7 separate regions of the Mus musculus genome follow, and all the other regions are linked to region 1. The links are chromatin contacts, called in public Hi-C and promoter capture Hi-C maps. All regions are on one chromosome and are shown on one strand. Each heading gives the region's core, a stretch centred on a gene start, on an enhancer-like site or on the middle of the called end of the contact. The rest is flanking DNA. Distances are from core to core; before and after follow the strand shown.

Region 1 (3,494 bases), core at 562-3,061:
CAAATACAGAGTGGAGTAAGGCCCCCGCCCATGCAAATACTGAACAAAAATGTCAGAATTTTATTTATTTATTTATTTATTTATTTATTTATTTATTTACATATCATGAGGAACTTAGGAGTTATACATTTTTATTGCTATAGACTTTGCATGGGGGAATTAATCAATTATTTTAAAGAAGTGGTAGCAAGAAAGTTGTTATTTGAAGAGAATATAAAAGGCATATAGAAGTTGATAAGGTTTACAAGGTCTGACATCCTTGGAAGAGTGGTGCTGTGGTCTGAATGCTTGTGTTTCCCTAAAATGCAAACACAGAATTCCTGGTCTCTGCTGTTTGGAGGCTGAACCTTGAGCTATGACTAGATGAAGAGGGCGAGTTAGTTATGATCTTATAAGACAGCTCTCAGAGAGCCAGCTCATCCCTCCAATCTATCAGATGAGGTTAGTAGCACAAACATGTCCATCCATGAACACAGAAAGGGACCCCAGCAGAACCCAGGGCCATTGGTGCCTTGACTCTGGACCTCTCATCCTCCAGAACAATCAGAAATAAATTTCTATTGTTTGTAAGCTACCAAGTATAGAGCATTTTGCTGTAGTAGCTGAAAAGGATTAAAGAAGATTGCAGGAATTAGTATATAGAGATTTGAAATTTTGGGTGCCTGTGCCCAGTAACATGTTATGGCGAGAGAGTTGCTACCACAGAGCAACTGCCAATAAATAAGACTAGCTCGATAATGTGAATCTGAACTTGCAGGTGTAATAAAAAAGATCAGTTAACACTATCACAGTATGGCCATTATTGATAATTGTCACCGTGTTTTGTAAATCAAAAAGTGATATCGCAGGCTGAAGAGATGGCTCTGTGGTTAAGAGCACAGCTGCTCTTGTGTAAGACCTAGGTTCAGTTCTTAGGACCCCGGATTGGAACCATCATAACCCCAGCTCTAGGGGGACATGACGCCCTTTCTGGCCTCCACTGGGACTGCATGTATACAGTGCACATCCATGCATGCATGCATACACACATACACACATGCATACAGGAGAAACACTTTCTTGCCCACTGCTTTCCAGCTACACTGCCTTTGGTCAGTTTGTGAGAATGCAAAGTTCCTTGTTTCTGGGCCTTTACATGTAGGCTTTCTCCTATTTGGAGATTTCTCACAGCTCTAGGTCTCTTTTAAATCTGAAATTAAAGGCCAGGTCCTTCCAAGCCTTCTTGAGTAACCACTTTGGCCTGCATTTCATTTCTTTCCTCTGTCTCTTCATTGCCTTCTGTTTACTGTCTTGTTTATTATTTATGTCAGTGCACACCAGCAGCCCTGGCAAATACTCTAGCTTCGATTGATGCTTTTCAGAATGATGAATTCAGATAAACGAAATTTAATTGCAATCAGTTCTGTTGATCATGCATGCATGCCAGCTACTGGTTTCGGCATATTTTACATATACTTTACATTATTACTTTACATATTTTACATTATTACTTTGGCTTTTTTTTTCAAGATTCAGATTCCTGAAGTCTCTTTTACAACCTCCAACCTCTTTTTTTTGTTGTTGTTGTTGTTGGGTTTTTTTTGTTTGTTTGTTTTTTTTTTTTTTTTTTTTTTAGTTTTTCGAGACAGGGGTTTCTCTGTATAGCCCTGGCTGTCCTGGAACTCACTTTGTAGACAACCTCCAATCTCTTCTGAGCGTGTCCTCGCCTCCCAGGATTTTAAAGTAAACCGGGCAGGTAGAGCGTCTCGGATCGCGGTGCGCATGCGCGGCCAGGTGTGCGCATGCGCGAGTGAGTGCACAAGCGCAGTGCTTCCGTTACGCCGGGTCTGTCAGCGATGGCTGACGCCAGCGGGGAGGTGGCTGCGGTCCCCGCCTCCGGGGCCGCCAATGGCTTCAGTAATGGGGCAGGTGCGACCCCCGCGCAGCCCAACAATCCGCTGTCGCGTAAGCTGCACAAGATCCTGGAGACACGGCTAGAAAATGACAAGGTAACCGGAGGGGGCGGGGCGGACCCCTGGTCTCGGGCAGAAGCTGCTGCTGTCCTAGGCGTAGGGAAGCGCTTTTTGGGGTAGCTGTGCCCTGCCCTTGCGCTCTTGCTGTGTCCTTTACTTGAACTCCTTCCCGCACGCCCTCCCCTTAACCGTCTAGAGCAGTACTTCGCGGCTCTTATCAGAGCTGGCTGTCTCCCCTGCAGCTTTGAGTAGCCAGGTATAGCCGTGCCTACGTGGCACAAAAGAATACAGTAAGGTGGGAGCCGTAAAGACGTGGGTAAAGATAGAAGTAAGTAAAAATAAGCTGTCAACAAGAATTTGACTCCTGTGTGTCAAAAACAGAACATTAACATGCTGAGTTATAAATAAAGCCCTGGGCTAGATAGGGTTGTGACATGCTACCAAAAGCCATACTGAGTAGGACAGCTTGGGATGACAAGCCCAGTGTTAGCATCAAGAAGAAACTACAAAGCGCTTCTCAAAGCGGACCTTAGGTCCACAAAACAGCGAGAAAAAACAAAACAAAACAAAAACGTCATGGTCGCTGATTTGAGAAATTTGCTGCGGGTCTGATGAATAAAACTTTCTGAATCCCTGTGAACCACAGTACTTCAAACCCTGCTGCAAGGACTGGTCAACATAGTAGACCCGTTTCTCCAGCACTCCCAACTGCCAGGCACACAAGCCACTCTTTGCAATTTGAGTGAATCGAGCTATAAAGTTTTGCCTGCATTTATCTGACTTTGGCTCTCACTTCTTCAAGCATCTTGACAACTTTGTGCAGGAAAAAACACGTTCACAAACAACTGGAAGCTCCCTAAGAGTTCACAGAATCCAGAACTCATTGGCAAAAATGTGTCCATTGTAAAGGTTTCTGTTTTAATTAATAAAGGTGTTTGAGCTATTGATTTATAATTGGCATACTAAAATCAGTTTCTTTTGCACCAAACCAGTATAAATGTACATATTTTTATCTCATGATACTTGGTGCTATAACTTTCTACACTTTGACAATTCACTTACAGTCTCTCAGAACATATACTACATAAAGAATTGCCTTCTCAGAAATGGAGGAGGAATGGAGGGAGGGGAGAGGGGCTGTGAGGAGAGTAGGGGAGGGGAAACTGGTCAGGATGTAAAATAAAGTTAAATGAAAAACGGGAATTACCTTCTTGTAAAAATTAACAAATATATTAAAGTTCAAAGCAATTCTGTTGTGTACTACCTTTACATATATAACTATATGTAAGTAGACTGTGAATTGTGTCCTGGAAGTAAGTTTACTGCTTATTAATTAAGTCAGATATTACTTTTTGAGTCATTTAGTGGAAATAAGTCAATTGAAAATAATTTTATTGAGTTTTGGCTGGATATCAGGAAACCACTGAAAAGTCAGCCCCAATGATGTCCCTCTGTTGTCACTTCGGCAGGAGATGTTGGAAGCTCTCAAGGCCCTTTCAGCCTTTTTTGTTGAAAATAGTTTGCGGACTCGAAGAAATTTAC
Region 2 (3,494 bases), core at 682-3,181, 1.5 Mb after region 1:
CATATGTAATCACAATTGCAGAAGTACAGAGAAAACCCCATTATTTTACTTTAGCACATTAGATCTGTAATGTAACTGGGTCGCTCTGAATGAATGCCGAGTTTGGGGAACACTCCCCTCCCCCAAGGTGTCCATCACCGAGAAGGCCTGGGAACAACAGTTGCTGAAGCCGGTAGCTGTCCACAGTGCTACCTGTGGCCTGTGTCGGTTTAGGCTTAAAAGCTAAAGCTTTCCAAGCTGCAATAAAGGGCTCTGGGAAAGGGGAGAGATGCTTGGGAGTAGGTGGAAATGGAGAGAGGAGACAGGTAGAGAGCGGTTTGATATTCTGTGGTCAGTTGCATCTTGGTCTTCACAACTTTCAGGAGTGCTTTATCTGGGGCTGCGACACAGCTTTTCCATCAAGAGCCCCAGGTGGAGAACTCAGCCCTCAGTTGTGATAGCCACCCCTGGGCTCTTTCACAAGCTTCCTGACATACCTACCGTCAGGCTCTGCACCCAGGTGACGATGCTGCCCGGGAGTGCTAGTCACATCCCTGTTTGAAAGCTTAAGGAGCGAGTTCCCTCGGGAGAAACGTCCTCTGGACTTTCGAGGAGCCTCCTGCAAAGAGGACTGAATAGTTTTCAGACTGCAAGTCAGCAGGATAGGATGGCTTCTATTCTGTAGAAAGACACCATTCAGTAAACTCTGACAGGAGGCTGAGTCTGTGGGTTCAGATTCTGAGAGGAGCTTTTCTGTAAATGTGCCCAAAGAGAGTTGGCTGCTTTGGGGAGAACAATGGCTGAACTTCAGTGACCAGATGAGAAGGAGGACGGAGGACGAGAGAACAGGTTCCACCTCCAATCGCCCAGGCTCACAGGATTTCACACCTGGGGATGGAACCTTAGCCTCAGTTGCTGTAGGGGCTCAACCTCTATCCTAAAGGGCTACTCTAGCAATCTCATCCAAATGGGACTCAAAAACAATTTGGGGGGGCTTAAGGGCCAGCAAAAAACGTTTAGCAGGTAAAGGTGCTGTTGGCAAGCCGATGGCCTGAGTTAAGCCTTAGGACATATATAGTAGGAGAGAAACAACTCCTGAAGGCTAGCCTCTGACCACACCCAGCATGGCACGCACCCGCCCCTCCACACACACACACACACACACACATGTGGCTGGGAAACCGATCTACTTTTCCCATCCCACAGTGGAGGAAGACACACTGGACTTCAAACCCAGCAGCAATGTGTCGGTGACCCTTAGACACAGGAAGCAGACCCTCAGAGCCGAGCCTCCCTGTCTCCCCTCGCCCTGGGTTCCTGGTGCCTTTCAGCTCCTTTTCTTCTGCTGTGTGAGAAGCCTGGGTGTGTGTGTGCAGAATGGCAGCCCAGCCGATTGCTCCACCTCTTTCCTTATGTCTTAAGTTCCTCTTCTCTCTTGCTGGACTCTGTGCCTTTCCCTGACTGTGACCCATTCCAGTCACTGCCCCTGCCTCCGCCTTCTCTATCCCTCTCCCTCCCTCTTCCTTTCCCTCCCTCTTCCTTTTACTCCCTCTTCCTCCCTCTTCTTCTCCCTCTCCCTCCCCTCCCCCTTCCCTTGCTTTCCCTTCCCCCTCCCTCCCCTTCCCCCTCCCCTTCTCTCTTCCTCTCTCCAAGTTACCAAGCATAGGTAACTTGCTTAGTCATAGGTTGCAACTGTTAAAGAGGCCAGAACCTCACTGTGGAGAAGAGAAGCAGACAGCATAGGCGCTGCATAGAGAATTAGCTGCTGAGGGAGGTTGGGGTTTGCTCCTTGCTTGAACCAAAACAGAAAAGCCTCCGAATGTGCCTTCTACTGTAGAAGGACATAGGAAGCGGGCAAGTCTGGTCTTCTCTCAGGATCATAATCACAAACAGCCATGATTGAGATTCTGTGTGGTAGAGAAGAAAAAGAACTGTGCGCTGTCTTCCTGACAGCTGGCGCTTGTGGGCTTACCTGCCTGACGTCAGCACGGGTCTCGAGAGGCCTCATTCAGAGCTGTCTCAGTCCAACCCTGCATGACTTGACCCATCTTTAGCATCTTTCCTATGCTGAACTATTATTGCCTTGTGTTAGAGTTAGGAGTTAGGACTAGGAACTAATCCATGGAGCACGTCCCCCCTAACTGGGGCATACGCTGGAACTAACAGAAGCAAAAGAAAGAACTGAAATTAGGACACAAAAGAATGATAAGGTTACAGAGTAACAGGCGGAAGACTTGAGTTTCTTAGTACAGATTCTTATTTTAATCCTCTCAATCCCTGACCTCTCCAGCAACTAAAAAGGAAACCTTTTTTTTTTTTTTGTCAAGGCCTCTTTGAACCTGACTGGGACTAGAGTTCAGCCTCATTCCCCTTTGGGGTTCATCAGTCTTGAAAAACTGTTTCCTTATCACCAACCCTCACACACACACACACACCCACACACCAACAAGGCCATGTAATCATTTACAACATTTAATTGTGACAATTAAAGTTGCGTTGAGCAGCAAATACAGCTCAAAGTCCAACATCTGCCTAGCAGCTAGAGGCCCTGGCTTACGTCCCTAGTACTGGGAGTGGAAGGGTCAATTGTGAACACTGAAATAAAAGGTTGTCTTCGTGAGACAGTATGTGACACTTTTATTAATTTTACTTAATTGGTTTAAGAAAAAAAATCTAAATTTCTCACTGCAAAAATGCACTTCTACATTTTCCAAGAAGGTCAAGAGTTCTAGGCTTTGGTTATTCTCAAACAGCCACCTCAAATTCTGTCTTCAAAGTAGAGATTTAGAATCCAGACATCTTTTATTTTAGACAAACAAGCAAAACTATGTTGCAAGATGGAGAGTCGCAATGTTTCTTTGCTGCAGATCAAAGGTTCACAAATATCTTCAATTTCCAGGTACAGGGAGGTACCTTGATAGATTCCCGCCCTGAGGCTTGCATTGCTGCAGCGGGGCAGCGGGGCTTGGATTGCTTTCCCTTCTAAAATTTTAAGCTTTGGTGTCAGTGTTTTTTGGGTTTTAGTTTTGGAGGGTTGTTTTTGGTTTTGGTTTGGTTTTGCCGGGGTTGGGGAGGGGAGGGGAGGGGTGGTGATTTTTGTTTTCAAAAAGACTCAATTTTGTAAGTTTTATTTTGCCAAACATGTGCATACATATTCAAAGCAATGAAACTATTTCAAGCCATAAAGCCGCAGGGGTGGAGCCCTTTCCACAAATTTTAATGTGTTTGTATGTAAATAGCTGTTTGTATGAAATATTTTCATGGTAGAATGAATATATTTAAATGAAGTTGAATTATTCCAGTGCTATTTAAACACAGGACAAAAATTTTTGGTGAGAATTATCTGAGTCTATTGAGATATAATGCAGATCAATTTTCATTTTTAGAAATCAAAAAGCCTACAAACCGCTCTGACTGATGACCACCTCCTGGTGGGGTGGCGTCCGATGTGAGGTAGGCTTCCCCAGTGCCTCAGCCGCTTTCTGGTGGTAAGTTCGGTGCTAAAGGAGACGTGT
Region 3 (3,494 bases), core at 676-3,175, 1.4 Mb after region 1:
GGGGTCAGGTTCTGGAGTAAAAGCCCCAATCTATCCTCTGAGCTCTGCCTCAGGAAGAACACACGGGCAAATGGCATGCAGTAACCATGGACAAGCTATTCCATCCCTTCTGTGGAAAGACTGAATTTCTCTTACCTTTCCTCTTTCCTGGGGCTGGGGGGATGTTTGTGTGCTAGGGACAGTACAAGGGGATACTTCCTCCACCACCGAGGACCACTCAATCACAGAGCCTTCCCCCGGGGAAGCCACTTCTCTATTTGGCAGCTTCTCTGTGCAGATAAGAAGTTTAGGAGGGGAACAGTGGTAAGGACCTATTCTGGGCCAGTCACCACGGAGGTACTTCCTACTCAGGATCCTGTTTAACTTTCTGTGCTGAGGAGATGGAAAAGCAGAAAATCCTGGCCTGGAGCAGTCAGCTTCCGGAAGGCTGAACCACACAGGTCCGGGTGCACTTCCGGAAAGGTGGACTACACAGATCTTGGTGGGTCTGTCTTAAAAGCCTGAATGAATTAGGTGTCCTAATTCTGTGAACAACAAACTTCTGTTGAAGTGGCTGGCTAAACAGTATCTCTCTGTCTCTTTGTCTCCGTGTCTCTCTCTCTCTCTCTCTCTCTCTCTCCCTCTCTCTCTCTGCGATCCACCCCCAACAATTAAACTTTTTTTTTCTGCCACAAACATCATTTTTCTGGTCTCTTCTCTTCCTGTTCTCGTCTTCCATCACCATCGAACTGCCTCATGCCTGGTCCCAGCACACAGTGTCCTCAGCATGAGTCAACACACAAAAGGCTCTCTGTGGGGATAGAGTCTCTGTGGGAAGGGACATGTAGCCCTTGTCCCTGTTGCCCCCCCTTGTAACTGCAAGACCAAGGTACACTGTTTGCTTAGACCCAAATTCTCCAGGGGTTGGTAGCAAATTCCTGCTCTAGTCCACAAAAGCACAGTTTCCCTTATCCACAAAGCAGACTGGCTAGGCTAGCCACTGCGCGAGTGCGGAGACCCTGCTCTCCCACTAAACAGAGCAGTCATTTCCTCCCGGCGGTGTGCAGCCTGCACTATCCCCAGCTCTCAACCCAGGTATCTGGAAGATGCACCCCAGAAAGAATAAACAGGCATTCTTGGTAAGCAACTGTTCACTAAGCATGGAAGGAAGGTAGCATGAGTTGAGGAACTTCGCTCCTGGGCAGACAGAGTCTCCATTTATCCAGGCCGAGGTGGATGTGAAGTCATCCTAGTGGAGATATCTTGTAATATTTAGAATTCATTATGTAATCTAAACTGCATATTTCTGCAGAACTTTACCCTGGTGATCAAATCTGCCATGGGCAATTTTTCTTAAAGACAAAACAAAACGAAACAAAAATGCTTTAAATGTTTACAACCAACTTTAGAGACAGGAATAGTTTCCTGGTGAACATGCCTAACGGCTGTCTGTGCTCTCCATTTTTATGTGCTCACGGCCCTGCCTGAGACTCCTGGGGCTCCCGGCACTGAGATATGAACTGTCACCATAAATGATAGAGTCACTGGGCTCAGAGGCCCACAACATCCCAGAGAGAACATCCTCAAATTCTACCCATCTCGGGGAAGGAGTGGGCAAGCCACTCTGAGCAACTGTCTGCTGGGCACCCAGAACTACCAACAAAATGCAGGCATGAAACCTAAACACTGAAGCAATCTCTCTCTCTCTCTCTCTCTCTCTCTCTCTCTCTCTCTCTCTCTCTCACACACACACACACACACACACACACGTGTGCACACACATACACCCGTGCACACACACAGCTCCAGTGTTCTTACTTTGCTGACAGGCAGAGAGAAGAGAGACTGCAGCCAGCAGGCTTGAATCCCCGGCCATCTTTCTTTCACTCTCTGATCTCTTTCACAGAACTGTTTGTAGGAAGTCAGATGAAGAGCATAGGTGCTTTAGGACCCTGAGGGGCTGGTCTTCTCCTTTATAAAGGCAACAGAGTTGAGTCAACAGGATTGGGAAAGAAAAAAAAAGCAGGATTCAAGGTTGAGTAACAACCTTTGCACTGGAAGAGAAAACCACAGAAGCAGGCAAGGCTGGGCTGCTGGCACAGAACCATATCTGTTTCTTTCTGAACACACCCCAGACACACACCCTACACAGACACACACCCTACACAGACACACACCTTACACACACTTCCTACACAGACTCACACCCTACACAGACACACACCCTACACAGACATACAGATACACAAACACACCAGCTCGCCCTGCGGTGAGCCTTCCAGCCTCAGAGCCTGGGCTACTCTATTTTCTCTGCCTCTTCACCAGCTCTTTGGCCCTTCACTCTGCCCAAAACCTTTCTGAGATCTCTCTAATTCCTAGTGTGAAGTTCTTATGCTAATTTCATATCTATGCTAAGATGACTTGATTCACCTAGTAAATTGAAGATCTAGGATTAAGTGTTCTTGTGTACACACACACACACACACACACACACACACACACACACAAAGACTCCAGATTGACCCTCTTGAGCTGCCTACTGAGTTACTGTCTTTTTTTTTTTTTACCAAATACACACACACACCCCGATCTCTCCCAATTCCTCAACTCCAGCTCCTAAGAGACAAATTAAAAATAAATAAAAGCCTGAAGCCTACGCACCTGCTCTGCCTTATTAGTCATTTTTTGACGCTCTCTTTCACTGGGGACGTGGGGCCTCTGGTCCTCGAGCATCTGTAGTTCCTGCTCTAGGGTCCTGAGGTGTTTAACCACATCTACAGGGTGGAGCAAAGTTCAATGCAAAGGGTCTGAGAGACACCATCTGCCCTGGGGGGCTGGGCCCGAGCCTGGTGATGATGCATAGCTGTCTGGGTGGAGAAGATCATGTTTGCCCAGGAGGCCATGCCTGTCCATGCTAGATTCCTCAGGTGGCTTAAAGATGCCCTTGACCTTGTACCAACAGGGTACTAAGGCTCCCCAGTGTCAATCTTGTCATGCCCCTGTCCCCAACTCACCAGAAACCTTTTGCATCTCTTTTGAGGCAGATTAATCCTGCCATAAATAGGTACTACCTCTAGAAAGGTAGAAGATCACAGCTGGTTGTCTCCTCAGGGCTTCACTCAGGGACATTACTGACCTTCTGCAGAGACAAAATTTGTATGTGATCCTACCATGAGAATATTGCTGTGGAAGCAACAAAAGCCTACAAAACTAGGCTTTGTTTTATTTTTTAAATATATATTGTTGTATGTATATTATCTGAACCAACAGATATAACAGTGAGGCACTGAGTGGAAGGACCAGGGATAAGAAAGACCAAAGCTGGGCCAGGGAGGTCTGTACCGGCTGGTCACTTATGCCAAGCCAGTTTATTAAGAATCATGGCATGATAAAAGCCTGTCTTCAGGGAGAGTAATGGCCAAGGCCAGCAGAGAGCTAAGTCAGACAATGTCAGCAAAGAGAACACAGACTACCTCAGACACGGTTGTTTTAGGACTGCTAACCATAGCCCAGAG
Region 4 (3,494 bases), core at 560-3,059, 1.3 Mb after region 1:
ACCATCCTTCTAGAAAGAGTTATAGCCCCAAGTTCTCTTGAGAATTCTTAGTCTTCGTGACAAATATCACTGAGCCAGCCTAACAGCCCTGAGCAGGGAGGGGGGAGTTTGATTCTCAATGCCGCAGATTTCACACTCGAGCCAGAGCAAGCCTGCACCAGGCTTGATTTTGAAAATGCAAGTTTGCAATCAAATCAGGGCCAGGCTGCAATCAGCCAGGATTACTCGCTCCAGTAATTCTCAAACTCCTACAGGATCTCCCATCACCTGGAGAACTTGGTCTGATTCCGTAGGCCTGGTGGAGTTGGGGAATCTGAATTTCTGCCATGCTCCCAGAGAATGCTAATGTAAGGTGAGCCTGGACCAGGCTCGAAGCCGCTGGATGGACTCATGGCCATGGCTGTACACAGATTGCTCTTATGGAATGAGGAGGCAGTTTTCACATCTTCTTAGCCTTTTTCATCTTCCAAAGTGTCCATTGTCACTGACCACTTTTTAAACAGGATTTTCAAGGGACTCTGGATGGAGACAAGATGGCCTGCCCCGTGCCTCTGGGAGTCACAGCAGGGGTCCTTTGGTGATGGATTCACCCTGCCTGCTGCTCAAATGTAAAACTTGCCTTTGTAGACAGCCTCTAGCCTTCTACTGTATATGAAGTCTTTTGATACTTACAATTTAGTCAAAAATTCATTTGGCCTGAGACTGCTTGGATTTTTTTTCCCTATTACTTGACCCAGTTTTGTGTGTGTGTGTGTGTGTGTGTGTGTGTGTGTGAGAGAGAGAGAGAGAGAGAGAGAGAGAGAGAGAGAGAGAGAGATTTGTTTTCTAGGTAGCCTTTCTGTTTGCTTATTGATTTACTCCAACTCTTTCTTACCCACAACAGCCCTATCTATATACATGCCCTTTCCTCTGTGGTCTCCAGGCTTCAGGAACACGCGCAGTAGTGGCACTGGGCAATATGCCCACCCCCAGAGCGTCAGACTGAGTTTCTCAGGGGCCCCAGGGCACCCACCCTGCTCCTGAGCTCCTGGTCTTTGTTAGGATCTCCAAGCAGTGAGGCGCTCTCTGGTTAGCCTGGAGCTCCCGGCCCCACTCCTGCGCGCTTTGCCCGAGCCCCCTGAGGACTTGTAAGCAGATAGGCTGGAGTTGAAGAGGCTAAATTACGCCTCAGGGGACTTTTTAACGAAAACCCTAAATTTCATTTGGGCGACTGGTAGGCCACGCGGTTGTAGAGTGAGCGGAGGTCCCTTCTCCCTGCACAGGCTTTGTGCCTCTCTGGCTCCCTCCAACAGCGAGGTGCCCCCCTGGATCTGGCTGCCACTGCCCCCCTTCATCTCCTCCTGCTCCCCATCCTTCGGTTTTCTTCCATATCCTCTTCCTGCCCCCCCCACCCGCACCCCTCACCCCACCCTGCCAAGTCCCTCTTCCCTCTGGCTGGAGAAAAGTCGGTAATAAGAAACCAGTTTGGTGTCAGAGAGTGGGGAAGGGAGAGACCTCCACCCCTTAAGATGCACCGCCATGGTGAGAGAACTCATTTTGTGCAAAGAGGGCCTCGAGCCACCAGGGAATTCCTGGATTGTCTCAGGCTGTCGTGTGTGATGTCCATCACGCCGTGCGAACACCATCTGCTCCGTATTATGCTCGCAGTTGCCAGGCTACCTGCTGTACGCAGGAACACTTGACTGCCTGGCTCCACGTCCGCAGCGGCGGCCCGGGCGGGGCGGGGGACCCAGCCCTGATTAAGCCATCTGCGTTGGTGGGGGGACGGAGGGTGGGGGGAACTCAGCGCGAGGCCTGGAGTGCGGTCCCGGGCTCACACCACCCTCTGCTGGGCTACCGGCAGAACGACAGCTGCTCAAGAGGGTCCCTTCGGGGCCACCTAGAAAAGGATGAAGCTCAGGGTCTGCTGGATCCAAGTACATAGGATGTCGTATCCTGTCCCTCCCAGGAACCAATGATCTTTCATACCCGCCGCATCTCTGGCCCCTATCACCCACATGCTGCATGTTCCTGGGGGTAAAAAAAAAAATCCCTTCAGAGAAAGCCAGTTTCCCCACAAGTGGGTTTATAAATAAACAGCTGGCTGTTCTCGGAAGATATTTTTATCGCCTCTGATTTTTGAAGTCGGAAACTGCCTCTTTGGGGGAGGCTAGAGTGTTGTTTACACCCGCCTACCTTGCTCTAGCCGTTGGAAAATTGTTAAGCTCTCGTCCCTGGAGCGGAAGGTGAATGTGCAAGACAGGTTCTTTGGTTTTGATCTCTCTCTCTCTCTCTCTCTCTCTCTCTCGCTCGCTCGCTCCCTTCCCTTATTTTACTGAAAAGTGAGAGTGTTTGGAGAGCCTGGAAGATCTGCGTGGCAAATTGGATTCAAGGAGAGGAGAATGTATTAAGATTCTGGGTGGAAAGCAAGGGGAGGTCGCTGGGCTGGGAGTGGAGAACAAACCAGTAATTAAAACTAAAAATACTGCATCATTTGGCTCCAAGGCATTACATGTCGCATGACGAAAGCTCACTCTGGCTTTCTCTAATTGCACAACCCAGTGTGTGTCCTCCACAGAAACACGAGCAGGGACTTGGAATCCTAGAGTTTGACAGACTATTTCTCATTAAGCCCTCTTAGATTCGAGGTTAAAAGAGCCCTGCGACATAAACAGCTGCCCGCACCAGCTTCGTTTGTAAAGCCAGTCATGGTGGGCTTTCACACTTTGGCACACACCTGTGCACTTGCTGGGGAGCCCCTAAAGATGCTGTGTTTGACAGGCAACACTGCAGCCATTTTGGGTCATGTAGTCAGCATTGAGAACCTTAACTTTGGGGACAGGACCATTTGGGGAATGAAAACCCCAGAGGTAATGGCTTGACTGTGTCCACAGGGACAAAATGTGGCTGGGTGTATGAACATCGTCACCTCGATTGCCACTCTTATTTTTCCCAGGGAAGAGAAGGCTATGAACACAGCCCTTCGCTCCTGGCTACATTCCTCCGCTATGCAGAGAGGTCACATGGGGCAATAAAATCTCAAAGTGCATGGAGAGAAACAGGGCCAGAAAGAACAGCTCTTTTCAAAAACAAGCTAAAGAAAATGGTGCCTTTCCTTGGATCTCATTTTCCCTTCAAATCTCTCTTCATCAAAACTGGGAAATATTAAACAGACTGAAATGCATGAGAGAAAAACTATTATCTGTCCTTCTGCTGGCTGGCTAGCTCTAGCATGAAGTGTTAAGTTGACCAGCCATTTGTCTCTCAAGGTGAGAAACAGCTTGATCCTGTAGGAAGGAGGGGCTTAGAAACATGTAGCAAGCAGAACTAGAAGATAAGGGAAGTCTCTTGTGTACCTAGATACCTGCAGCCATAAAGGTCCTTTTTTAACATTAAGAATATTTCATAGCTCTCCACCTGATTTCAGAGGACTCACATAAGTAAAAGCCTTTACTGTGGACTGTGGAGATGGCTCCACAGTTAAGAATGCAAATTCCTCCCTCTCGGACCAGAGT
Region 5 (3,494 bases), core at 443-2,942, 1.3 Mb after region 1:
CAACCCCTCTGAGACATGTCTCCAACAACCTACCTTCCTTCCACTTGGCCCTTCTACACCTCCCAATACCAACATAAGCTACCTTTCAACATATGGGCTTTGGGGGGGGGGCAATGAAAAACTTAAATATTGTAACTGTCAAAGGACTTCGAAGTAGAAAAACAACAACCTTTGCCACTTGCTACATTTGTAAAAAGCAAACAAGCAGATTTGTATTGAAGTGGGCTACCCTAAAACATTTTAGAATGCTGGAAATTTAATTATTTCCTTGACCTTTAGTCTGTGTGGCATTTCTTTAAATGCCCCCACAATTTGTACGTTCACACCTAGTCAAGCCAAATTCAGGGTAATTGGTGCCATGTTGTAAAATGTTAAGACTCCAGTCACAGGTTTTTTTGTTTTGTTTTTTATTATTACTATTTTAAAGACTATTTAATGAGGTGGTAGGATAGCTCATCAGGTTACGGCACTGCTTGCTCTTCCAGAGGACCCAGGTTTGATTTCTCCCACCCCCATGGCAACTAACAATTGAGACTCTAGTGCCAAGGCACACAGGCACTGTGTTCACCCTTTGTGTGTACATGCATACAGGCAAACAAAGAGACACACACAAATAAGTAAAATCTCAAAAAAAAAAAAAAAGTAAAGGCTATTTAACAACTATAACCGTGCAGAAAGGGAGCCAGGAAAAGATATCTTTGTGATTCCCCTCATCTCACACATTAAGTAATTTCACTTTCTCATATGCAGTCCCAGAGGGAGGCAGTGTGTATGACTCTGAGCGCATGTGTCACGGGTACTGTCATGGCAACGTTACAGGTTTTTAACCTGGTTTCGGTAGAATCTGTTGCGAGGGAAAGGAACCAGATAAACTAAATGATAATCCCCTTAGTTAAATGGACACCGAGCAGACGCTTTTAGAAAGGCCTGCTTCGGAGAAGGTGGGCCCCTCTCCTCCCAGCCTGCAGGACCAGTCCCAGTGTGAGCAATGGCAACAGCCAGGCCCAGCCCTGCTGTGAGCTTAGGCACGCAGGAGTGTAGCCCAGCAAAGATGGTGAAGAGTCTAGCTGAGGTGAAAAGCAAGCAGTTCCTGCAGCCTCCACACAGAGCCAGTATGCTCGGTGCTCTCTGCTGCCCCCCACCCCACCTTTGACCAAAATAAATAAATAAATAAATAAATAAAGCCCAGTAACTATGGCAACAGCAGCATCCCTCAAACCCAGATGGTGCTTCTGCATGCCCTGGTCCCTCCATCACCACAAGAAAGGTTCAGGGCTACCATGGTGTTCTTTGTCAGCTCTACTATGCACAACAACCAAAATAACAATTGGTTTTGTGTCCCGTGGGACCGAGGGGGGCGGGCAGGGGCATAGAAGCCATAGGGCAACTTCAAGTGTCATTTTTTTCCTCAGGCACAGTCTACCTTGCTTTGTCGTCGTTGTTTGTTTATTTGAGTGAGGGTCTCTCCACTGACCTTGGGCTCACCTCTTAGACTGGGCTGGCTGCCCATCAAACCCTCGGGATCCACCTATCCCTGCCTCCCTGTTGCTGGGATTATAAATGCATACCACTATTCTCGGCTTTTTCAGGTGGCGTCTGGGCGTCGAATGTGGGTCCCCATGCTTTTACAGTAGGTACTATATCCCCAGCCCAAAAGTGACAACCAGGAGAAAAAGAAACAAAGTCTTCGATTGCAGGGTGCAAGTTGCAAAGTTAAGTTGTCCCTGGATCCGCAGATCATCCTGTGGCCTGCTCCGCACGTGTGCACGCACACACACACACACACACACACACACACACACACACACACACCTTTTTCCATGCCGTTGAGCACGCCGTTCATATGCATGGGGTGGGGGGTGGGAGGGTGGGAGGCGCACTTTGCAGCGGAGCATGAGTGAGCAGGGTGTGGGGCTGCTGATAAGGGAAAGCCAGCTAAAGGATGTCTAAAAATAACCAGTTCCTGACCAGGATGGAGCAGGCAGAAGCATCACTCGTCAGCAGGACTGGTGTGAAGTCCTGTGCAGTGCGACCATTTCTGTCTTGTGTTATTAAAAAAAAATAATCTATTGATTACTGGGACTTCGGGCGATTCATTTTACGGAAGCTGCTTGTATTTAGAAAGTGCCCTATCTAGGAAATTACTCCCTAAGCTTTGGCCGGGGTTTCTAGCACCCTTCATGGGACCTCAGGACCCATCCTCCACCCTTCATCTGTCCTTGTTAGGTGAGGGAGGAAAGGCTCCTATTGGCTCAGTATTATTTTAGCAACAGAAGCTTCTCCTGCGACTATTTTTAGCATATCAGGTGTGCTCCGCCTGCCACGAACCTGGTGTATTTGAGTGTTTAATTCAGCGGCCTCTCTCATTTGAAAGGAAGCCTGTTCCAGCCCTCTGCCCACCATCGAGCCACTTTACAGCTGCTCATAAATTTCCAAACATGCAGAGATATCTTTAGCTGTGACTCCAGATACTTCCTGTTGGGCTTCAAGATGCAGCCCTACGGCGTGGGACACTAAATATACCCTCTTGGTCCAGCACCCAGTCACATCAACAGGATTTGGGTTTTGTTTTTGTTTTTAGCTAATGCTGAACAGTTTTTGTTTGTTTGTTTCAGTTAGATGAAGCAATTTTACTTTAGAGATTGAAGTCATTTCCCTTACCCTCAAGTTTTTCACACTTAACCTTCCATTTCCTCTTTAGACCCCAGAACTGACCAAAGGTCTGGTGTGGGCCCAGCGTATTTTAATGCCATATACATTTTAGACTGTACTGTTAAACAGATGGCCCAGCGATTGCCAGCTCTGAACAGCCACCTCATTCATTGCAAGCTGTTCTTTGGCTTTTCTGCATCCTTAGTCACAGGGAGACACCCCAAGATCGTCTTCTAGGACTTGAACTAAAAGAAAAATGTTCAGGCTCTCTCTAGGCCTTATCCTGTGGTAGGAGAAATCTCTCCCAGATTACAGTCATCCCTGATAAAGTCCTTGGATGCTCAGAGAAAGACCTGTCACCCCTGAATTTTCAGAGCAAGGCCAAACTCTCTGGTTTTTTGTTTTGTTTTGTTTTGTTTCTTGGTTTTTTTTTTGTTTTGTTTTGTTTTGTTTTTTTTCAGGACAGGGTTTCTCTGTGTAACCCTGGCTGTCCTGGAACTTACTTTCTAGACCAGGCAGGCCTTGAACCCACAGAGATCCTCCTGCCTCTCCATCCTGAGTGCTGGAATTAAAAGCATACACTACCAGACCAGGCCTGGCCAAGCCTCAAATTAAAAAGGAAAGGGACAGGAGACGAGGCCAGAGCACTGTGAGACACTGCTTGCCTTGCATGCATGAGGCCCTGAGTTCGATTTCCAGCAACAACCTCCCCCCCCCCCAAAAAAAAGTCTATTAAAGCAAGTGCAGACACAAAGGTAAAAATTAAACAAGAAAGGCAAATGAACAGTAATGATGATGGCTTTCACCTCTCCAAGCTTATCAAGCACAGGGCTCGCTCTAAG
Region 6 (3,494 bases), core at 707-3,206, 1.2 Mb after region 1:
TCTGTGTCTGAGTCTGTGTCTGTGTCTGTGTCTGAGTCTGCGTCTGCGTCTGTGTGTCTGTGTCTGTGTGTCTGTGTCTGTGTCTGTGTGTGTGTGTGTGTGTGTGTGTGTGTCTCTGTCTCTGTCTCTGTCTGTGTCTGTGTCTGTCTGTGTCTGTGTCTGTGTCTGTGTCTGTGTCTGTGTCTGTGTCTGTGTCTGTATCTGTGTCTCCAAAATATAGAAAGAAAAATGGTGGGGAGTTCCTTATCTTATATCTTGAAGCGACTCAAAGCATACTCAACACCTTGACATCCACGTGCCTAACACTATTTGCTGCAGAATAAAATGATATGTAAGACAGGTATGTTTACTTTGCATTTGAAAATTACTGCTCAAGGGCCAGAGAGAAGTTACATGGCTCAAGGGTAAAAGGTGCTTGCCACACAAGCCTGGTGATGTGACCGTAGTCCCAGAACTCACGTGAAGATGGAAAGAGCCTTCTCCACAGAATTGGTCTCTTCCCTCTTCACACACACACGAGAGACAGAGACAGAGACAGAGACAGAGACAGAGAGAGAGAGGTCTGGAGATAGAACCCCGTGTCGAGAGAACTCATAGAGAAAAGCATTTATTTGAGGCTTATGGTTCCATAGTGTTAGAGTCCATGACTGTCAAGGTTGGGGAGAATGGCAGGAGGTAGGATGTCATGGCACTGGGCCAGTAGCAGAGAGCTCTCATCTTGAGATACCACCACAAAGCAGAGAGAGCTAACTGGGAATGGTGTGGGCTTTTTGAATCCTCAAAGCTCACCCCCAGGGATGTCTCCTCCTACAAAGCCACACCTCCTAAGCTCCTTCCTTAAACGTGTGCCTTTTCCATGACTGCTCTGATAGGAAACACCTGGAATCTTAGGCATGACCAAACCGGTGAGCCTGTGTGGACACACACTCTCTCTGTTTCAGATGCCTTCAGTTTGGTTTCTCTTGGTTGCTAATTCAAATCTGAAGTCTGGTCCAGGTTTTACCATCTTCCCTGGGGAGCATATGTTGAGATTTTTCATTGAGTGGTATTTTAGTTACTTTTCCATTGCTGTGATAAAACACCGTGTCGAGAGAACTCATAGAGAAAAGCATTTATTTGAGGCTTATGGTTCCATAGTGTTAGAGTCCATGACTGTCAAGGTTGGGGAGAATGGCAGGAGGTAGGATGTCATGGCACTGGGCCAGTAGCAGAGAGCTCTCATCTTGAGATACCACCACAAAGCAGAGAGAGCTAACTGGGAATGGTGTGGGCTTTTTGAATCCTCAAAGCTCACCCCCAGGGATGTCTCCTCCTACAAAGCCACACCTCCTAATTATTCCCCAAAAGTTCCACCAGCTGGGACCAAGTATTCAAATACTTACAACTATGGAAGCCATTATTGTTCAAACCACCACCGGAGACAAAAGTTCACTGTCTCTGAGCCTGTGTTTTCCGATCCGCTCTCCCCTCCTTCTGCCTTTGGGTTTCATTGGGAATCAAATTGAATATTCAGAAAACATGCCAAAAAAATGGTGCCTAATTAAACTCAAACAAGTCATTTTTCTTGGTATGTGTGTAAGTGTAGCATATAAGCTGATCTGAAGTTCAAGTATGACTGAGTATCTTCCATGTCATTTGGTAGTGCTCCTTAGCAGTCATTACCACTTAAGGAAGACTCTTGAGATGATGAGACCCTGTGACACCACACTGGCCTATCTGCCAATGGATCCAGACATCTGCAGCCCCAACACTAGATCTGGTCCGAGCACCTGCCCCACCTGGATGCATCTTGTTACAGGCATCATAATGTCATTCCATGTTTTCTTTCTGCCTGGACTTCCTCCAGCTTTGCAAATAGGGGCCAAAAAATATTGCAGACACTAAAGCAGTCCACCAGCCTGCCTGTACTCACCAGGACAGTGCTTGCAAAACAAGCGAGATTGGTGCTGTTTACAGCTTAGCGCTCCAAGCTTCTGACTCATTTGAGGCAAACGGCTATTTATAAACCAGTCTTCCATATTGGAGTCATTATCTCCCATTCCTTTCAAAAATTAAAGGTGGAGCAGCAAGCTTTCAGCTACAAGTGAACCAGAGGCCTTTCTGACTCCGTTTTGCCTCTTGGACATCATCTTCCGGGGATGAGGGCCTCTTGTCTTATTTGGCCTTCTAATCGATGTGGCAAGATACCAGAGATGAGCGACTCATAGTTAGGAAAGGTTTATTCTGAATTCAAGGTTTAGTCCATGGTTACTTGGTCCTGCTGCTTTTTGCCTGTGGCAAAGCCACACATCAGGTGGAGAGTGTACAACCCAAGACCTCAGTCTGCTACTACTGAAAGTCAGGAAGTAAAAAAAAAAAAAAAAGGAGACAGGACAGGAGAAAGGAGGGACTAGAGTCCTGAGCCCTTCATGGGCATGCCACCAACAACTTATCTGCTTTCCACTGGGCTCCACCTCTTAAAGGTTCCATTACACCCCAGTAAAACCACAGGTGAGCAACCGAAGTGGTGAGGACTTTAGCTTTTTTGGTATTTAGGATCCAAACCATAATTCTCTTACATTGTTAAGTCCTGAGTGGCACCTAAAAACGTTCATTCTCATTCTCTCTCTCTCTCTCCCTCTCTCTCTCTCTCTCTGGTTCTGTTTATTTTTCCACAGGTGGGGGTGGAGAGCATGCGCCGTGGCACAGCATAAGAGTCAGAGGCGAGCTCTCAGGAGTCGCTTCTCCCCTTCTACTACTGTGTGTACCCTGGAGGTTTGAACTCAGGTTGTCAGGCTTGGTAGCAAGTTCCTTTACCTTCTGAGCCCCTTCACGAGCCCTTGCTCTGTTTTACAAACCTCTCTGCTCTGTTAAAAATGAACATAACGATGTCCTGGGGATTTAACCCAGGGCTTCACACCTGCTAGGCAAGTAGGCACTCAGGCACTGGGCCACGGCCACAGCCTTGTGAAACTTTTAAAACAGAAAATATATCATTTCTAGTTTCACCTTTCATTGTCGAGTCATTTCCTAAGTACACAGGCGTCTGTGATAATCCATCCACAGAGGTTTACAGAGGGCAAAAGCAATGGCTTTAGAATACAATTCACAATTGCTGAGACCGCACAGGGGTTCCGGCTCCACTTTGCCTTCTTAAAAAGGCAATCACTGAGAAATCTGCACTAAGAAACAGTCGTTCTTCATGTCTGAGCCACTCTGACGTCACTGAACACACTGGCAACATTCACTGTTGGAGACACATAAAGCGTCCTTTTAAAATTAGCTAGAGAGTATGGACTATTAAGGTCTGACAGAAAAATAATCAGGCTCTGCTGTTTACCACAATGAAAATGGTCTGGGTCCCGGATTTGGTACGGGGTTGCTTTTGAATGATAGAATAACTATAATCCTGGGTAGTCCCGCTTCGTTTCTTGTAAAGACGTGTACTCTTCATCCTGATGTAGATATCTGGCCTCGTCCTTCCTCCTCTTTCCCTTAGTTTTCCTGAAACATCA
Region 7 (3,494 bases), core at 611-3,110, 1.1 Mb before region 1:
TCCCCTCAGAGGACCATGGGCAACTCTGATGTCTCTCTTTCACCAACCTGTAGGTTTTTGGCCCCTTTGCCTTTCTTGGCTTAAGTCTATCCTTCCTCCTCCTCCCACCAGTCAGTGTAAAGATTCAGATCAAAGTTCAGGCAAGGCAAAGCTGCTCCTTGCAGTCTTTCTCTGAAACCGTGCACATGCACTCTCCCTCCCTCTCCTTGCTACCCTTTTTAATCCAAGTTATTCATATATCCTTTGATGCCCATTTACCTTGCCCGGGCTGACTGATTGATCCTGGTTAACCACAGCATTGATTTGCAGAGATTGTAAAGACCTTCATTCACTTTACCCACGTTAAATTCAATTTTGATCCTAATTCTGAGTTTCGGACAGGATTACCCCTATATCTTACTACTTTGTTTCTCTTAAGAGCTGGATGTTTCCTGGTTTACTGTCCAGATGAACAGAAGTAGGCGTTACAAATATAACTTTAAATAGCAAATCGTAACACCGTTAACATAACCGCCAACTCCTACTCTCGGTGTCTGAGTCTTTAAAAAAAAATCCTCTGCTAAATCTTTTATTCTTCCTAAAGAATTTTTAAGTACTTTGCATTGTGATGACTACGAGAGAAAAGCCAGCGAGCCTATGAACCTCGGTGGTTTATTTTATCACAGTTTTACAAATCTGTTCGAAGATTTCATTTTAAAGGCACAGTGACAGCGTTTTCTCTCTCTTCCCACTCGTTTGGCTTAGTAGCTTACTCCCTCCGTAAGTAACTTGATAACCTTTTATAGCAGCCAGCGGTATTTAATGATAATGCTCCCCTGGGAAAAACCGCAGTGGGCAGGGATACACCACAGTGGCTGGAGAACACTGGACACATGGTCTTTGGTCCCTCTGCCCAGCTCACCTCCACCCTCATGTCTCTATCTTTCTCTGTCTCTCTCTGGAGTCACAAAAGGCAGTTCGCAGCTGGAAACAACAAGTTGCGCCATGGATTCAAGCTATCTACTCAAGTAGCAAGCAGAGTCACTGGTTCAGCTGGAATCTCAGTTGCCAAGCGAACTAGGAACCCCCAAACCTGGTCCAACCACAAGCTTAAAAGTGCTTTTGCTGCTTGACAGAGGAAAATGACGCAGAGGGGAATGAACCCACTGAACAGCGGTCGCTGTCCTCCCTTCGTGCCCTCAGCTCGTTGGAGAGTCATAGAGCTCACCTTACGTGCCCAAGGACCATGTCATTTCCATCCTCTCCAAACGTCCAAACGCGCACGGGAGGTTGTACACAAGCACCGAGCTCCCCAGCACCGCGGGGATAAGGGCTGATCCTTTGTTTACCATGTAAATCACACCGGGGGTTCGCTCTTCGTCCTCACCCCTGCCTCACAACGCGATACAGAGAGAGCCTGGAAGCACCCCCAAACTCCCCCTTATCCCAGGTCATCCAAAGAAAGCTTCGCGAAAATCTTTCCCCGAACCTTAAAAAAGCAACCTTTTTAAAAAGAAGAAGAACCTTAAAAAGCTGCTGCACCCTGGTGACTCGCGTAAGCCCCCAGGGATACCCGCCTCCTAGCAGGGAGCCTGCTTCCCAGTCGGCTTAGGAAACTTAATCAGTATCCCAGATGTGAGGCCCGCGTCTGGAGCGCGGAGCCTGCACCCTCTCTTACCCGCAAAGTTGCAATCTGGTGGTTGAAGTGACCGAGGTGGGCTCGGCGAGCGCGCAGCACCAGTGCTGTGCCTGGTGCTAGCGCAGCTGGTCAGTTCCGATGGGGTTTCCGTAGTCGCTACCGAGTTTTTTGGAGCATTCCAAGGGGGAAAAAAACCCGCACGAAACCAGAGCCCACGCAGCTGGCACAGAACTGGGCGGAGTGAGGATGCTGGAGAGCCAGAGCAGGGGCGCGGGGGAGGGGCAGCCCAGGAGGGGGCGGGGTGCCCAGGACGACAGCCTCGCCCACCAGGCACTGATGCTCTCCCCACCTATACCCCCGGAAAAGTTGCGTTCCCAAGGTGGCCAAAGAGCAGCCTGGAGGACCGCCCCCACCCATCCTGGGTCTGCCCGAATGGATGCGCATCCCACGCACCTCCCTAGGAGCGGGTATAAAGGACCCACAAACACCTCAACGCGCCACCCGGGAGCATCTCTCCAGGTCAGTCAGCAAGCAGGGTGGCTCGCCATATGTCTGCTTGTCACTCAGCTAAGTGGTGGTCAGGACAGACCCGGAGGTCTTGGGTGTTTGGCATACACAGATCAGGGCTTGGTGTAGCCCAGGAGAAATGCAAAACTTCACTTGTCAACCGAACCCAACCCTGGAAAGCCCTGCTCCAACCATACTAAGCAGCTGGTCAAAGGATTGGAACAAATTGTCTCTCCCCCTACCCAGCCCTGGCAACTCTTGTAGCCGCCCTGGACTCCTGGCACCCCCTTCCCTGTCCTCAAGGTGTCACACTTGCCTTGCTAGTGCAGGGATGTGCTTGCCACTACCATCAACAATCCAGACAGTGGCAATAAATAAATGATAAGCCCCCAGCATCCCATCCACTCCTACCTGGCTCCCTCTAAACAACTGGCAATCAAGATTCCCACGTATTTAATCCCAAATTATGGGCCAGCGTAGGAGCTGGAGGTCCTGGTGGCTGCAGGTGGGCATGTTGGTGAACGACGGTGTCTGCCACCGGACTCAGCATCTCTAACTCTAATCTTGAGCTTCCAGATACAGCTTATCTCTTGGTGTAGTATTCATACACAAAAATAAGATCCAAGTACAGAGGTGGAAAAGTTCATGTAACTTGCCACACCTTTATTGTTCGTGATCTCAAGACCAAGGGACAAACTTAGCAGTGCGTTTGCCAAAAGGCTTCAGCCCCCTCCTACCTTCACTTCTCGGGTTTCTTTTTCAGAGCACAGGCGGTTGTGAGCTCCCCCCATCGCCTGTAAGCATCCCAGCAGCAAGATTTAATAGACTCAGGCTCACTCTGCGTTTCTGAACGTCAGATGAGTGAGGTGGGTTTTTTTTTTTTTCCGTTTCGTTTTTTTGTTTTTGTTTTTTAAGGGTAATTGCAGAGTAAGGAGGCTTTGTTGACTTTGGAGTGTACTCTTTGGAGTGAAGGTTTTGTTTTGTTGTTCTTTTCAAAATGCTGTTTGTAGTTGTCAAGTTTTCTTTCTCCTGAGCTAACTGCTCCTCTCATAGGTCAGCATGACCCCTAGAGTGATTTTGAGAGAGCACAGCCCACAGTCCGTCCCACAAAATACCGAGGCCTTTACAGTACACCAAACAAACCTGTACCAGAAAACTGGATGAGCAACAGAAGAACTCCATCCCTACCCCGAATCCCTCTACAGATCTCCATAAATGTGTGTCAACATCTTTCAAAGGTAGTTTTCTTGTCTTAGCATTAAACACTGGATTTTATAAAATATGCAAAACACATCACTCGGTAGACATGGAGATGAACTTTACAATAAATCTAAACCTACTTTCTACTGAAGAAGAAAAGAAGAAAAAC

Evidence for each region. Promoter capture Hi-C pulls out the DNA fragments that hold promoters and counts their contacts. Hi-C and Micro-C count contacts between places; a contact is called where the count stands out from the background. Capture Hi-C pulls out chosen DNA fragments and counts their contacts.
Region 2: a contact with region 1 is called in a promoter capture Hi-C map of neutrophils, with 4 times the contacts expected there. The contact joins the enhancer-like site here to the promoter of Cog6 in region 1. A contact is called at or near these places in 14 of 39 promoter capture datasets (the 3T3-L1 cell line, 3T3-L1-derived adipocytes, the C10 cell line and 9 more).
Region 3: a contact with region 1 is called in a promoter capture Hi-C map of liver, with 5 times the contacts expected there. The contact joins the promoter of Mgst2 here to the promoter of Cog6 in region 1. A contact is called at or near these places in 3 of 39 promoter capture datasets (the C10 cell line, hippocampal neurons and liver), 1 of 484 Hi-C or Micro-C datasets (CD4 T cells), 4 of 115 datasets of contacts at active chromatin or transcription factors (extraembryonic endoderm stem cells, large pre-B cells, memory CD8 T cells and 1 more) and 2 of 9 other capture datasets (adipose tissue and liver).
Region 4: a contact with region 1 is called in a Hi-C map of muscle stem cells, with 3 times the contacts expected there. The contact joins the enhancer-like site here to the promoter of Cog6 in region 1. A contact is called at or near these places in 4 of 39 promoter capture datasets (3T3-L1-derived adipocytes, the C10 cell line, the SN4741 cell line and 1 more) and 2 of 484 Hi-C or Micro-C datasets (CD4 T cells and muscle stem cells).
Region 5: a promoter capture Hi-C map of liver shows a contact between it and region 1, with 2.8 times the contacts expected there. The contact joins the enhancer-like site here to the promoter of Cog6 in region 1. A contact is called at or near these places in 8 of 39 promoter capture datasets (the 3T3-L1 cell line, 3T3-L1-derived adipocytes, the C10 cell line and 4 more).
Region 6: a contact with region 1 is called in a promoter capture Hi-C map of hippocampal neurons, with 2.4 times the contacts expected there. The contact joins the enhancer-like site here to the promoter of Cog6 in region 1. A contact is called at or near these places in 2 of 39 promoter capture datasets (hippocampal neurons and pre-B cells) and 1 of 115 datasets of contacts at active chromatin or transcription factors (large pre-B cells).
Region 7: a promoter capture Hi-C map of second pharyngeal arch cranial neural crest shows a contact between it and region 1. The contact joins the promoter of Trpc4 here to the promoter of Cog6 in region 1. A contact is called at or near these places in 2 of 39 promoter capture datasets (cranial neural crest and second pharyngeal arch cranial neural crest).

The regions. Positions count from the first base shown.
Region 1 is chr3:53,015,540-53,019,033 of GRCm38.p6, reverse strand. It overlaps Cog6 (component of oligomeric golgi complex 6), which reads left to right and starts at 1,811. Exons shown (of 19, transcript NM_026225.3): 1 at 1,811-1,988; 2 at 3,422-3,494. The coding sequence starts at 1,836.
Region 2 is chr3:51,516,573-51,520,066 of GRCm38.p6, reverse strand. Setd7 (SET domain containing (lysine methyltransferase) 7) reads left to right here. Exons shown (of 8, transcript NM_080793.5): 8 at 1-3,494. Among named protein-coding and RNA genes, the nearest start is that of Gm36008, 7.3 kb to the right of the region's middle. Within about 2 kb of position 1,931, at least 97 of the 459 cell types and tissues checked have an H3K27ac peak or open chromatin away from gene starts, as enhancers often do. A contact at or near this core is called in neutrophils, where this site is marked.
Region 3 is chr3:51,659,610-51,663,103 of GRCm38.p6, reverse strand. It overlaps Mgst2 (microsomal glutathione S-transferase 2), which reads right to left and starts at 1,925. Exons shown (of 5, transcript NM_174995.3): 1 at 1,798-1,925. The coding sequence starts at 1,855.
Region 4 is chr3:51,699,811-51,703,304 of GRCm38.p6, reverse strand. The region is part of intron 2 of Maml3 (mastermind like transcriptional coactivator 3); the gene reads left to right. Among named protein-coding and RNA genes, the nearest start is that of Gm46803, 6.2 kb to the left of the region's middle. Within about 2 kb of position 1,809, at least 210 of the 459 cell types and tissues checked have an H3K27ac peak or open chromatin away from gene starts, as enhancers often do. A contact at or near this core is called in hippocampal neurons and muscle stem cells, where this site is marked.
Region 5 is chr3:51,727,014-51,730,507 of GRCm38.p6, reverse strand. The region is part of intron 2 of Maml3 (mastermind like transcriptional coactivator 3); the gene reads left to right. Among named protein-coding and RNA genes, the nearest start is that of Gm46803, 21 kb to the right of the region's middle. Within about 2 kb of position 1,692, at least 69 of the 459 cell types and tissues checked have an H3K27ac peak or open chromatin away from gene starts, as enhancers often do. A contact at or near this core is called in hippocampal neurons and liver, where this site is marked.
Region 6 is chr3:51,767,848-51,771,341 of GRCm38.p6, reverse strand. The region is part of intron 2 of Maml3 (mastermind like transcriptional coactivator 3); the gene reads left to right. Among named protein-coding and RNA genes, the nearest start is that of Gm46803, 62 kb to the right of the region's middle. Within about 2 kb of position 1,956, at least 25 of the 459 cell types and tissues checked have an H3K27ac peak or open chromatin away from gene starts, as enhancers often do. A contact at or near this core is called in hippocampal neurons, where this site is marked.
Region 7 is chr3:54,154,423-54,157,916 of GRCm38.p6, reverse strand. Trpc4 (transient receptor potential cation channel, subfamily C, member 4) reads right to left here and starts at 1,860. Exons shown (of 11, transcript NM_016984.3): 1 at 1,658-1,860.